Regions from separate parts of the Drosophila melanogaster genome. Here region 1 is linked to region 2. A link is a contact called in public HiChIP or PLAC-seq data. All regions are on one chromosome and are shown on one strand. Each heading gives the region's core, a stretch centred on a gene start, on an enhancer-like site or on the middle of the called end of the contact. The rest is flanking DNA. Distances are from core to core; before and after follow the strand shown. Region 1 holds the start of Btnd (Biotinidase). Region 2 holds the start of CG5966.

Region 1 (2,750 bases), core at 222-2,721, 230 kb after region 2:
TTGATGACCTCCTCGTTCTCCGGATAGATGTAGCCACAACTCGCGAGACGCACATCCGTGCAGGCAAAGAGTGCACAAGTTGCCTGCTCCGTGCGATCCACGCCAATGACGGTGGTCTCGTTGCCCCAGTAGACGCCGATCCTATAGCGATATGACTTGGCCCCACTGGAGGGCAACTCGTTCTCCGCGGCACTGGTGACCTTTCGTTCGATGGAGAAGGTACAGCAAAAGCTGCCATGGCACAACTGGCGTTCGAAACTCAGAAAATCATCGTCCAACAATTCACTTTCGAATATATCCACATTATTATCCCGGTACGTGGCCAGGCCAGTCAATCTTTGCGTTTTCCTCTGCGGCTCGAAGATCGGCGTAAAAGTGGGTGCCAGTTGGCCATGTTCCCTCTTCGGCACCTCCGCAATCAGCAACTTAGTGGTGGGCTGCTCGAAAATCTCCGCCACCAATCGGCCACCGCGTCCTGCATAGATACCCGATCCGGAAGTGCGTCCATCGGGATTACTGGCATCTGCGGCTAGAACATTAACATCATTACCAAATGCCCAACCCTCTTGGAGTTGTACAGCGCCAAGGAATGGCAATTCCGAGAACCAATAGGTTGGATACACGATGTCCGTGATCTTGTGCTCCTTCACCAATTTCATCGCCGGATCATAGAACAACATGTCGAAGCAGATGAAATGACCAAAGGTTACGCCAAAGTCTGTCCTAAAGATGGATATATCCGGAGATCGGAGCACTGATGTCGAGACATACTCGTGTCGCCACAAATGGGTTTTTCTGTAACGCGAGACAATCCTGCCCCTTCGATCGAACACGACATTTGTGTTGAAGTACCGAACGCCAGACGATGGACAAGGATTGTAGGTGTCAGAACCAGCTCCATGGGCACACAGTTCCTTCTCCACCACGTTTATGACCACATACAGGTGGTTAGCCCTCGCCGAGCAGGATAGCTCGATGAGGAAGAGCTCATAGTCCGTTTGGTAGCAGGGCGTTATGTTCTGCGACTCATGGGGCACAAAAGTGGCTGTGGCCTGACTATTGAGTATGTGCTCGGGAAACACTATGATGTCCACATCGCCGACTTCACGGATGATCTTTTGAAAGGATTCCGAAGCTGAGGTGGTGCGTGCACGCGGAGAATCGCCCACTGGCTGGCTGTGCTCCACCACTGCTGCCGTATAGGTTGGATCTTCCGGCTTGGAAAGCTATGGTGAGAATATAGATAATATCTTTTGTCATTGGAATAGCAATATTGCGTTGAAGTTATGAATGTTAGGAAACGTTACGTATACGACAAGGTGAACCAATTTTTTTTTGAGTTCTATGCAAGTTAAAATATGTACTAAACCCAAATTTACCTGATGCGAACTGCTGAAGAGCACTGACAAGAGTAGAAAACTCAATTGAATCGACTTCATAATGGAACGTCGGCCGAAATCCAAATGCCAAAACATCGAGATCTTTGCCAAAAACGAAGACTACGCATCAAGAATCAAGTGCAGGGCCAAGAAAGAAATCTCACTATCTTACATATAGGCATTTTATTTTACGGGCGAATAATGATGATGGTGGATACAATGAGATTATGCATTTCGGCAGATAAGAGCCCCAATTATTCATATGACTCTTATCTGTGCTGTTTCATATACAATGTATGCTAGTCAACAAGGGGTTAATGATTTCTTGGCCGAGGTGTTTAAACGAAGACACTAAAAATAAGACATAAAAGATAGCAATTAATTGAGGTATCAGATTTGTTTGGTCAAAGCAGTTATGATATGATAAGATATGCGGAAAAATGACGAACCTAAAGTGCCTGCCTAACGCTGCTCTTTATAGTCTCCAATTCACAAATTAGACTAACAGTATTTTTTTTTTTTTTTTTTTTTTTTTGTAATATTTAATTCCATAAAACAAATAAATTATATAAACACCTCCGGATGTTCTAAACTTAAATATTCAAATTCGATTCTCGATAATTGTTGCACGCGATATCGATTGTCGCCCCAAACTTAAAGCTCTGCCCGAACTAACAGCTTTTTTCGACCAACCACCAATAGCTGGTCACACCAGCAGCAGCAATCTTCAGCTGTTCAACAACAACAGCACGCGGCAGCAACTACAACAAAACATTAAGATTGTAATCAAGTTGTTAACGGTTATTAGCGAGCTACCAAAAAACCAATTACCACAGTTCCAATGCGCCCAACGAACGGTAAACGCCATTCCAAGGAGAGCCCATAGGCGAGCGAGAGAGATAGAAAAACGGTGAAGGTCGCGCTGCGAAAGAGCGAGATAATTGATTCGCAGGTTGGTGTTGGTGCATATTCATGTTCTAATCGCCCTCATGTGCGTTCGTGTGTGTACATATGTGTGCGAGCAGTGTTTATACAGCAAGCAACTGATATAATCGATCTTGATTCTCGACATCCCGCCAGTGAGACAAAAGAATCGAGATCCGAGATCCGTCATTAAACCGGACAATCCACAGGCATTCGTAACTCGCACATCCCGCGGATTAGAATATATCCCATTGCGAAGGTAAGTAACGCCGATAACGATTGTCGTTTTTGTTCAGTTTAAATTAAACAATTCGCATAGTTCTTATCGGCAACGTGACAATTGTCCAAATTGCCGACTAACGCTGAGCGGGCTGCGATCTACACTCACCCACCGACCTTGGAAATACCCTTCCAGTAAAAACCAGAATTCGATTATATATATCGAAA
Region 2 (3,104 bases), core at 337-2,836:
GGAACAAGTGGGCGTGGCTGTGACGTTGGACCCGTCGATGGGAAAATATCAAAACAAATAGACACCAGTGTTGATTTGCAATGCATGTGGATTTTTGAACCGGAATCAATTTTCGAAATCAAAGTTCGATGCTTATCGGAAATCGGGGCAATAGCTGCTGAATCTTTACGGAAGTAATACCCTCTGAGTCAGAGACATATCTAAGTATAGATCGTATTAAAAGCTTCGCATTTTTCCAGGGTATTCTGTTGTGTTTTCGAGAAAAGTCGTAAACAAAAACAAGAATAAAGCAGACAGACTTTAGGTCGTGATAACGCTTTTGAAAGGCCGCCTCTTTGACGTCAATGGGCAATATTCGAGATCCTGGTGGAGTGTCAAGCGATCGAAAACCCGACTCGTAAACACCTTCTCCGGACTTTGGACGCCTCGAAAGCGAAACGGCGGGATTCTGCGAAAATTACTGGCCGCTGATAACGTGTGCCAATGGGGAACATAATATACATATGCAAATATATTTAGTGCTAACCAGACATTGACACCACCACCTGTCAGTGGCGGTGGGCTGAGGGACAAGGGCGTGGCAGGGGCCCGTCGATTGACACAGTTTTCATAGAAATTCACTTGGCATGTTACACACAAAACAATTTTCTTCTATTAATAAGCTAGCAAAAAACTAGGTTCGTCATGCTTAAAGATATTCTACAAATATATTGATCTTTAGATATATAACTACTTTTAAAGTAAGCTAAAATAACAATCTTTTAAAATTTAAAGATATATATTGCCAATAATAATGGAATATCCTTAAAAACATGGTTCAAATCGTTAGGATCGTTATGGGTAGTTTATACAAATAAGTATATTTTTTCTCGCCGTGCCGAATGGGTTGTCGAGAACAGCTGCTGATTGCCCAAGGGGGCTGTTCCCCATCCTCTATTTCTGACCCATCATAAGATCCTCCCTTGTGCCGCCCTCTTCCTGTAAGAGATTGCTCAACGCATTCATGGCGGTCACTTTGTTGTCGTCGGCAGAGCGGATCGGCTTCCTTATCAAGAAGGTGCATCCAACAAAGAGCAGCTGGTGTACTTTGCATCTACACTGAGCGAAACGCTCGACTTGTGCACTATCAGCTGCTCAGGGCCTCTTGCTTTCCTCTCTCTCTTTCACACTCTCTGCTGTAAGTCGCGTGCCGAAGCTCATTGGTCAGTGTTGGCTGTCTAGCGAAAATACGACATAACTTCCATAGAAATAATATCTGTAAAAGGAGCGTAGTTATCAACATTTAATGGTATATATAGTGATACTTGAACGGGTTATAGATTTAAAGTATGTTTTTTTTCTGAATAGCCTTCATGGTAATTTCCACGAGATATTCGGCTTCCACCAACTGTTTATTACACTTGACCTTTGAAGTGGTAGACGTATTGTACGCATATGTATATGTCGGGAAATCGGCGGATCGGTCAGCACTATCTTCGATCGGCGGCTTCGGCTGCAGCTTCGGATGCAGCTTTCTGATTTCGGTTACGGTTTCGATTTCTCGCGACGTCTACGTCTTTATAAAAATTGCGTGGGGCGCAGCTGATCCGCTCAGTGGTGCGACGGTTTCCAAGCGACTCAGATCGGCGGAGATATACACGACATATAGCCCAGTCATTGGCGATAGTCAAAATCGAAAGAAACCGAGGGCCGCCAACTAACCTAACAAGCTAACGGCACACTCGAGACGAAAGACAGTCGATAAGATTAACGTCAACTTAATTAAAACTATAGAAAAGAAAAGCCAGGCACCAAACAAAAGGCCGATCGATCAATCGATCGATCCCATCGTAACTCGACTATACAGTCCTAGCCTTAGATAATAGCCAACTCGAGTGGCACTCGTTCAAGTGATTTGTGATTGTGGTTCAGTTAAGAACTGACTAAAGCCCTGGGAAAAAGTGTGTGATTCAAGTTGGGAATTTCCAAGATCCCCAGGATCTAAGGGATCACATTTGGCATCGGAATCGGAATCGGAATCAGATACAGCTGCAGGATGTATGTGGCCAACACGACGGGCGGCCTAATGCTGCAGACCATGTTGTATTTGGCCAACCACACCAGTCGGGCGGCAGTCAACACCCTGGTGGACCTACCACCAGCTCCCAAAAGTGGTAAGTAATTCGAGCCACGAGCCCACTTTTGGCTACCACCGATTGCACCACCCATCGTAACTAGAACATGTCCATCGAAAGTGGCCCAAAAGTATCTGCCACTTGAGCCACAGTGGCGGTCGAAATAGGAGTAGCTAAGGGATTTCTAGTGTTTCAATGAAATGAAATTTTTACAAATATGTAGAACTATTATTCAATAATAAGTTAAAGATTAGAATAAATACAAGATATCCCCACTTTATAGAGTAAGAGAGTAGAGTAATTGGAGCTATTATCTTGGCCGCAGCTGTGTCATTTGGGCCCAGTTAGGGGCAACCTTAAGTGGTTTCTTTTGCTGAGTGTGCTGAGCAAACAGTTTTCGGATCTTTAGTGCTTCGAAATCCAAAGATGCTGAGTGCTGCTCGCATTAGCAAATGGGGAAAGCTCTTTCAAGAAGCCCGCAGCGATTGCGATCACCTGAGTGATGGAGGCACAGGTGGCAACTCGGCGTGCTTCAATTTGATTTGGAAATCAGGGTCCCAAAAGGCTAATGACGCGACTCCGTCCGGTGCGGTTTCATATATGTACATATCGTGCGTACATATATGTAGATATATAATATGTATTCAGTTGTTGGAGGGACGCGGCACACGCCTATCTAATCGAAAACTTCCGATACAAACGGAAAGCCAAAGAAGACCACGATAAAATAGAGACGGCAATCCATGCACCACTGGCCAAATAAATTGAAGTCTTCTGGCCCATATGAAATACTTAATGGAACATTACAGGCATCTGACATCTTGAAAATTGTCTAAGGTTTTTTCATGGATCGTTAGGCTTTTTACCAGACCACAACAGTTCTAATTGAGATTTTGCAAAAGTTTAAAGGAATATTAAAAGAAGGCAGTTACGTTCAGATTAATGGTTTTATAATGCCTATTATAGTTTCATGGATTCAAATTGCCCGAG

The links. HiChIP or PLAC-seq counts read pairs in DNA pulled down with a chosen protein or histone mark.
Region 1: a contact with region 2 is called in an H3K27ac HiChIP or PLAC-seq map of the Kc167 cell line, with 4 times the contacts expected there. The contact joins the promoter of Btnd here to the promoter of CG5966 in region 2. A contact is called at or near these places in 16 of 107 Hi-C or Micro-C datasets (the Kc167 cell line, the S2 cell line, the Sg4 cell line and 7 more) and 1 of 6 datasets of contacts at active chromatin or transcription factors (the Kc167 cell line).

Annotation. Positions count from the first base shown.
Region 1 is chrX:6,217,856-6,220,605 of dm6, forward strand. It overlaps Btnd (Biotinidase), which reads right to left and starts at 1,472. Exons shown (of 2, transcript NM_132070.3): 1 at 1,380-1,472; 2 at 1-1,226. The coding sequence starts at 1,439. It overlaps Efr (ER GDP-fucose transporter), which reads left to right and starts at 2,102. Exons shown (of 2, transcript NM_132071.3): 1 at 2,102-2,562.
Region 2 is chrX:5,987,205-5,990,308 of dm6, forward strand. CG5966 reads left to right here and starts at 1,587. Exons shown (of 3, transcript NM_132058.3): 1 at 1,587-2,153. The coding sequence starts at 2,036.